Linked DNA regions of Mus musculus: regions 2 and 3 are each linked to region 1. The links are chromatin contacts, called in public HiChIP or PLAC-seq maps. All regions are on one chromosome and are shown on one strand. Each heading gives the region's core, a stretch centred on a gene start, on an enhancer-like site or on the middle of the called end of the contact. The rest is flanking DNA. Distances are from core to core; before and after follow the strand shown. Region 1 overlaps Grid2 (glutamate receptor, ionotropic, delta 2). Region 2 has its middle 20 kb from the start of Smarcad1. Region 3 has its middle 40 kb from the start of Smarcad1.

Evidence for each region. HiChIP or PLAC-seq counts read pairs in DNA pulled down with a chosen protein or histone mark.
Region 2: an H3K27ac HiChIP or PLAC-seq map of embryonic stem cells shows a contact between it and region 1, with 18 read pairs. The contact joins two enhancer-like sites. A contact is called at or near these places in 1 of 39 promoter capture datasets (cranial neural crest), 3 of 484 Hi-C or Micro-C datasets (all in embryonic stem cells), 4 of 115 datasets of contacts at active chromatin or transcription factors (all in embryonic stem cells) and 1 of 9 other capture datasets (embryonic stem cells).
Region 3: a contact with region 1 is called in an H3K27ac HiChIP or PLAC-seq map of embryonic stem cells, with 7 read pairs. The contact joins two enhancer-like sites. A contact is called at or near these places in 2 of 115 datasets of contacts at active chromatin or transcription factors (both in embryonic stem cells) and 1 of 9 other capture datasets (embryonic stem cells).

The regions. Positions count from the first base shown.
Region 1 is chr6:64,651,448-64,654,104 of GRCm38.p6, reverse strand. The region is part of intron 14 of Grid2 (glutamate receptor, ionotropic, delta 2); the gene reads right to left. Among named protein-coding and RNA genes, the nearest start is that of Gm35851, 76 kb to the left of the region's middle. Within about 2 kb of position 1,349, at least 9 of the 459 cell types and tissues checked have an H3K27ac peak or open chromatin away from gene starts, as enhancers often do. A contact at or near this core is called in embryonic stem cells, where this site is marked.
Region 2 is chr6:65,020,795-65,023,451 of GRCm38.p6, reverse strand. No RefSeq gene overlaps it. Among named protein-coding and RNA genes, the nearest start is that of Smarcad1, 20 kb to the left of the region's middle. Within about 2 kb of position 1,316, at least 28 of the 459 cell types and tissues checked have an H3K27ac peak or open chromatin away from gene starts, as enhancers often do. A contact at or near this core is called in embryonic stem cells, where this site is marked.
Region 3 is chr6:65,001,058-65,003,714 of GRCm38.p6, reverse strand. No RefSeq gene overlaps it. Among named protein-coding and RNA genes, the nearest start is that of Smarcad1, 40 kb to the left of the region's middle. Within about 2 kb of position 1,329, at least 11 of the 459 cell types and tissues checked have an H3K27ac peak or open chromatin away from gene starts, as enhancers often do. A contact at or near this core is called in embryonic stem cells, where this site is marked.

The sequences.
Region 1 (2,657 bases), core at 100-2,599:
GGCTAGTGTTCTCTACCCATACATTAATTTTTCATTCCCGAGTTCCAGTACTACGCTAGTCTAGAGTATGGATCCACGTGCTCTCTTTCAGTATTTTCCTATAAGTGCTCTGACATGGCTAAAGCCTTCCGCCAGTGTTCCAACAGTCCAAGGGCATCCTTGACCAAGATCAAGGGTTTAGAATTCAGCAAGATTGTAAAAGCTAAGTCACTCCCTTACACAGGAATTTACCATCGCTTAGGAAGAAGGAAGTTTCAGACCAAAGGAGAAACCAGAATAGATACTATAGCAGAGTTACACCCATACACATATTTACAATGGCCTAAGGGGAAGGTGGACTATACAAGAGACTAAAATAGGAACTATGGCAAGGACGCGAAGCCCTTGACCCTGGCTTCTAAGATTAGTGAATTTTAGGTGGAGCCCTTGTTGATCCCAGCTGTTATCAATGTATTCTATCCTGGGTGGTTCCCGTTAGACCTTTTGTGTTTGCATTCCTCTGTTTTATGTAAGATTCCAGTTACCTCAATTGTACCTTGCGAATATGTCACCCAACTTCCTTATTGTCCTCTGCATAAAAAGTCTGATGCTCGAGTTGTAAAATTACATTCAGATTCCACACAAACTCTCCTGCGTGTGTGTCTGTCATCATCCACGCTTTGCCCACCCGCGTCGAGAGACCCCGTTCCACGCAGACATAGGGACCCAGAAGGTCTGCGGCAATCCACCTTTCAAATGTTGCTCACTTGGAGTGTTGTCATAAGAGGGAGGTGAACTGATGTATTGAAACTATGAAAATGATTGTGGAGAGTAGTAGACTGTCACCATTTGTACCTTCAGAATTCCCAAATATGTACAAGGCCTTCCCAAGGAAAGGGCCCTGTGGTTAGCAACCGTGGTACCCTTTTGGGGACTTATTCTGTGCCAGCTTAGTAAGTGTCCAAGACCTGCAGTGAAGAAAGCCTTATGGTTCTGGGTAGCTCAACCCTCCCCAGGTTTCTTTAATGCATCCTTTCTTATTTTAGCTACCCATCTAAGTCAACACTGTTTTGAGCTCCAGTTTAAGGAGCCCAAGAAGCATACACGTGTGGCAATTGCTGGCAGGGATAAGCCTCATTCAAATACACAATTATGTGATTAAGGATTCTTGCTGGACCCACCCACTATTGCCATTTAAATGATACTGCTAAGAAGCTAGTTTAGAGATTCAGTTGTGTAACATTAATACTGTAGAGATGCCGGAGAGATGACTGGGTGAGCAAAGTGCTCAATGTGCAAGCACGAGGCTTGATTTTGATTCTCAGAATCTAAGGAGGAAAGTCATGCATGCTGGTGGGAGTTATGATCCCAGAGCTGGGGACGGGGAGACAGGTGGCTGTCTGGGTCTCTCTGGTCAGCCAGTCTAACCACCTTTGCAACTTCCAAGCCACCACGTGAGAGACCTTGTCTCAAAGAAACAATTTAGATGTTGTCATGGAAAGGTTGGCTTTTGCTTCCATGCTCATGTGCAAACATGTGTATGAACACAAACACCACCTGAAACAAAGACACACACACACACACACACACACACACACACACACACCAAGGTAAGATTAATAATTTCTAGAGACCTGCTGTACATTTGCCTATAGCTAACAATACCATATTGTACACTGGAGTTCCTGCTAGTAGCATAATGCTAATTTAATGGTTCATTGCATCATAATAGAAACAACACAGTGCCCTTCAGGAATTTGCTTATCAAAAGGCACTAAATAGTCAGAGCATCTTTAGATACCCCAGAGGAGAACTTTAGTTAGCTTTGAAGAAAGAATTCTGCTTTAATTTGTGTTTATAATGAAATATAAAAGAATGTTACAGCAATGTTTGCTCAATGAGAATACAGTTGCCCTTAGTGTGTGTGGAGAATAGTCCTAGGATCCCCCAGTGGATTTCAAAGCTGGAGGAAACTCAGGGCGCTTACGTAAGATGACATGTTGACTACCTAGAACACTCTTTCCCCAGATACACACCATCTGTGGTGTTCTGAGTGAAAATGTCCCCCAGTAGGCTCATGTGATTGAACATTTGACTCCCTATTTGGAGAATCCCTTGGGAAGATTTAAGAGGTGTGGCCTTACTGGAGAAAGTACATCACTGGAGATGAGCTTTTTTTTTTTTTTTTTTTTTTTCCATTTTTTATTAGGTATTTCGCTCATTTACATTTGCAATGCTATACCAAAAGTCCCCCATAGCCACCCACCCCCTCTCCCCTACCCACCCTCTCCCCTTTTATGGCCCTGGCGTTCCCCTGTACTGGGGCATATAAAGTTTGCGTGTCCAATGGGCCTCTCTTTCGAGATGAGCTTTTTAGAGCTTAAAGGCTCATTCCATTCTTCAGTTCTCTTTCTGCTTTGTCCTTGCAATTAAAGCTGGGAGCTCTCCTGCTGTAATGCCTGCTACTTGCTGCCTGCCTCCCTGCTCTGATGGACTCTGATCCCTCTGCAACCAAGAGTCACATAATCCCTCTCATGGTGTTTTATCTCAGCAACAGCAAATTGCTCATATATCACCCCTTATATCCTTTGATTTCCAGTTATATAAAAATCACAGGACCATCTAAATAGTCGTTATGTTGTCCTGTTTAGGGCACAGTGACAAGAAAAAAAAATGAA
Region 2 (2,657 bases), core at 67-2,566, 370 kb before region 1:
CTACAATAAGTAAGGACCAGAACCAACTGCCACAACTGCCCAGTAGCACTTCCTGCGCCTGGGTATGAGCTTTTATGGTTGCTATGAGCTTTTGTGGCTTTTGTCTTAATAACCTGTCCCTGGGAGACTGTCAGGATCACAGTCTCAGCTGGAGATGCCCGTACCTTGCTTTCAAGAGCATCCGGTGCAGTCGGGGCAACCCAGCCTGGTTTATGGAAGTGAAATTCCGGACTTGATATCCCAACCCCCAGCACTCCAGGCAGTTATCTGTCCTTCGGTTTGACCCTTACAGCTAGGTGGGGACAGGGAAATAGCTCTCTGAGTCTTGGTCTACAGAGTGAGTTTCAGGACAACCAGGGCTACACAGAGAAAACAAACAAACCACTAAGTTGACTTTTTAATCTTTTTACTTATTAATTTTTTTGTATGGCATTGTAGAATCCAGAGTCCTAGACACATTAGACAAGCCTTTGCCACAGAAATGTGTAGCCTTGGATAGCCCTTTGGTGTGAGCGTGAAGACCAAAGAACTTCATCACAATACCAACAGCGACTGCCTTGTTTGTGAAGTATGTCTCTTAACTCTCTAGTTTCCATTCCTTGATTTCTATGAAGGCCAATTTCAGGCCGGAAAGTGGGAGGGATTTTTAGGTTTGGAGGTGCTGGAGCTGAGTGTACCTCAGGGGCTCCCTGGGGTTTAAGTTAAATCTAACATCTTAGCATCTAACTACAGGAGCTTCAAAGATCATTTCAGATTCTGGTTCCTTACAAGTTCCTGAACTCGTGTACCAAGAGAAGGAATAGAAGAGACCAAGGTAAAAGAGAGACTGCTTGGGAAGAATGGGACCCCCCCCCCCAGTCCTGTATGCAGTTTAAATGTGCTTTGCCTAGATAAAGCAAAAAATTCCACAAGAATAATCTTGGCTTGAAAATATACCTGGTAAGTCAGTCTTCTAAATGCTGAAGATAAGGAAAAAATATTCGCAATACTATTTTGATGTTAAATTAATGCCCATGTAATTAATTCTGGGCACGACTGACAAGTTTTTTCCTCCTTTTTTTTTTTTTTTTTTTTTTTTTGGCAGGAGGTTTTCATCTTTTCTTCCTTTTTTACTAATCCTGTCTTAACTTAATTTCAGAAGATTCCTTTAGTTGGAAGGGTGAAGAAAATGTTCTTTGTCTCCTTTATGTGAGGTTGAATCCCCACTTGAAATGCCTAAGGAAAAACTAGGTGAAGAGGAGGTAGGGAGAGAGGCAGGAAAGAGGCTAAAAGGACTTGGTTTTAACAGGCAGACACGTGAGAGCCTTCAAAGTCTAAGAGCTTCTGGAGGGTGGGGTGGGGTCATTCCGGGATTAAGGAGGAAGCGCTCCTGTCACCTTTGAATGTGAATAGCTTTACCTGGGCCTCTGAAACAAAGAGGTTATTGTGTTTCCAAACCAGAGTTCCGAACAAGGACCTGGAAAGCAGGCAAAGGGGGCCAGGCAAGCTTGCCTACCTTACAGTCTGTAGCCTTTTCAAAGTGATCATTTCCTTACATGCCCAAACACAGCTGTCAGGAGTTTCCAGGGCACCACAATTAACAGCGATTTATTTTAAAGCCCAATAGATAGTTCTTTGTTCTTTCGTTCCCTAAATAGATATCAGAGAGACGGAGCCTAGGCCTGAGGTGCCAAGGGTCAAGATTCTATGCAATCAAAGCAACTGTAGCAAGGGACATTTGGGATCTAGAATCAGGAATCTATGGCTAAAGGCATCCAGAGAGAAGGTGAATTTAGTAGTAGTTAGAGAGAACTTGTCCCTCAGGCTACCCACAACAAATAAAGGAAGCGGACATCATATCTGGTTCTTGAAGGAGAAAGGAGTGGTGCCCTTAAGTGTTAGCTACAAAAATTGTATGTGCCTTGGGAAATCAGAGATTTTCCCCCAGGAAATCACAGGTCAATGGGCAGTGTGTCCCTGAAATAATTTAAGCTTGCTTTCTTTCTTTCTTTCTTTCTTTCTTTCTTTCTTTCTTTCTTTCTTTCTTTCTTTCTTTCTTTCTTTCTTTAATTTTTTGAGATAGTGTCTTACTTTGAAGCCCTAGCTGGCCTAGAATTTGCTATGTAGACCACCCACCTGCCTCTGCCTCCTGCGTGTTGTGATTAAAGGTGTGTACCACCATTACTGGTTCGGGTGTGTTACCTTCTACCTTGTGGCTTCTTCATTTGTGATAAATGCTGGAATAAAAGGGAGACAAGCAGTTTCCCTACATAGAATACAGAGGAGCAGAGGAAACAGGTGGCTCACAGTCTTTGAGGTCCACTTTCCATAAGCATCCACCACTTTGTGGCCACACTTCGTACAATAGATGATAAGAAATAAATAAAAATAAATTCTAGGGTTGGGAATGTAGATATGTTCGGTTTGTAGAGTGCTTGCCCTGCTTGCTCAAAGCCCTGGGTTAGGTCTCTGGCACTTCATAAACCAGGCAAGGGGCTGAATGAAGCACTTTCATCTTTTTAATCTTCTCTAATCCAGTCCTCAGGGTGCGGAGGCATCTATCTCTGTGAGTTCAAGGCGACCCTATTCTTCATAAAACATTACAGGGCTGGTAAGACACTGTCTCAATGACGATGATGATGATGGTGGTAGTAATGGTGGTGGTGGCGGCGGCAGTG
Region 3 (2,657 bases), core at 80-2,579, 350 kb before region 1:
TCTGTTTTGCCTTGGGAAAAGGACAATTCCTCTTTTGCTCCCTTTTCTATAAAAATAATTGTGTTTGTCTGATCTATCGCACATTTAGTTTTTAAGGGGGGATCATTAAAGGTGTAGAAACATAAATGAGATAAAATCTTCATGGAATTAGAGTTAGTATTGGGGGCCCCTGCCACTTGCAGGTGTTGGCTAGGGTGACTCATGCCTGCTCTGCTGTTCTGACTCTAGGAAGGTGAGAACTTAGTAGAAATTGGAATGAGTGGGCTGCTGATAGGATCTACTGCTTTTGTTCTAGAAAGAAAAACAAATCACTTTAAAGGCTGTTGTTGATGTCCAAAATTTTCTATGACTGGTAGTAAAGTTGTTGGCAAATTGCACTGTAACTTGAAACAAGTTAGAAGCACATACTTTGATCTGGAGATAGGTAAAAGAAATAGCCACCTGTAGGCCAGTCAGGGCTACATAGTATCAAAACAACTGCTACAACAACAGCAAGAAATTGTTACCACCTGAGCCTGACAGCAGGAACTTTGTCCAGAGCTGGTGCACATCTTTAACCCAGAGGTGACTCGAGGCAGAGGCAGAGGCAGAGAGGCAGAGAGGCAGAGAGGCAGAGAGGCAGAGAGGCAGAGAGGCAGAGGCAGAGGCAGAGGCAGAGGCAGAGGCAGAGGCAGAGAGGCAGAGGCAGAGAGGCAGAGAGGCAGAGGCAGAGGCAGAGAGGCAGAGGCAGAGAGGCAGAGGCAGAGGCAGGTGAATCTCAGTGAGTTCGAGGTCAAAGTGAGTTCCAAGCAGTCAGAGCTACTTAAAGTGAGCCTGTTTCAAAAACAACAACAACAACAACAACAACAACAACAAAACCAAACAAACAAACAAAAGAGAAGTGTGAAAAACCGAGGAAGCAAAATTTAAATATATATTTGAAACAAGGTCATAACAGCCCAAGCTGGTGTGAACTTTCATTTCTGATGCTCCTGTCTTCTCTGGAGTGCATCTTTCTGGGAAGCCAAGGCAGGAATATGAAGGCAGGGAGTGAAACAAAGACTTTGGCAGAAGGTTGCTTACTGGCTCTGTCCGTTTGGTTCATACACAGGTTTTTCTTCCCGTGAAGAGACAAGAGGACTACTGAAGCTCTTATAAAGAAAAGCATTTAATTTGGGCTGGCTTACAATTCAGAGCTTTAATCCATTATTGTCATGGTAGGAAACATGGCAGCACACAAGCAGACATGGTGCTGGAGATAAATAGCCAAAAGTTCTTTCTACATCTTCGTCTGCAGGCAGCAGGAAGTTTGAGAGACAGTGGGTCTGGCTTGAGCATTTGCAACCTCAAAGACCCCACCCCACCCCTGTGACACACTTCCTTCAACAAGCCACACCTAATAGCCATTCCCAGGTGACTAAGCATTTAAATCTCTGAGCCACAGTATAACTTCAATAAATTCCTTGAAATTTGACTTAAATTGATATAGCTAATCTGTGTTAAGTACCACTTAAGAACGATACTTTGGTAAACTTCGAACCTTCTATTTATTTATTTTTTTATTATTATTCAGATTTGAGGAACTTTCAAATTTTTACATATGCAAGCTGTTTAAAAAGTAGGTAAATCCTCTCTTTAATCCTATACCTCTGAAAGCCTTGAAGGGTTTTACTGCTTTAAGGTGGAAAAATAAAGGTTTCTAGACAGCAAGCAAATGAAGATCTTGGATTAAATACACTATTTTTGTTATAGGTTGATTTAGAGTCTTGGAATTTTTCCTCCATTTTAATTCTCAATGACCTGTTGAACCTGCAGGAAGGCATTTTTTTTTTTTGAGCCTTTTCTTCTCAAACAAAAATGGATTTAAAGCTATCACTCTCTGTGGTGTGTGTGAGGGATGGTTGCGCGTCATTATTTTTGTTGTTGTTATTGTTATTTTTATTGCTTGGGATCAAACGTAAAGCCTCAATATGCTAGGTAACTGTCCATTCACAGAGCCAAGCCTTCACCTTCAGCTGTACTTCCACACTGTTTTTTGTTAATTGTTTTTAACATTTTTTTTTCTGATTGCTATTTTTTGTTTGTTCACTTTGTTCAATTTTTGAGACAGGGTCTCTGTTGTAGCACAAGCTGGCTATGAGCTAAGACTCCTAATACAGCCTCCTGGGTGTGAAGACGAAGTTCATGAACACTTTCACAACCTCAGAGTGTGTCACCTCCACCTCTTACAAGGGTATTTCTTGATTTTAATAGTCACTTTCTCTTTGCTTGGGATTGAATTTGACTAGCGAGCTCTCTTGTCACTGACCTGTAGTGAGCTCTTTAGACACAACCAGTCTCCTTTGTTGTCTTGAAGTGATTTTCTTCTTTCTTTTTTTTTTTTAGAGACAGGGTTTCTCTGTATAGCCCTGGCTGTCCTGGACCTCACTTTGTAGACCAGGCTGGCCTTGAACGCAGAAATCCGCCTGGCTTGAAGTGATTTTCTAAAAAATATTTTGCTGCCGCCAGGCGTGGTGGCACATGCCTTTAATCCCAGCACTTGGGAGGCAGAGGCAGGCGGATTTCTGAGTTCGAGGCCAGCCTGGTCTCCAGAGTGAGTTCCAGGACAGCCAGGGCTATACAGAGAAACCCTGTCTCGAAAAAAACTTAAAAAAAAAAAAATATTTTGCTTTAAGCCA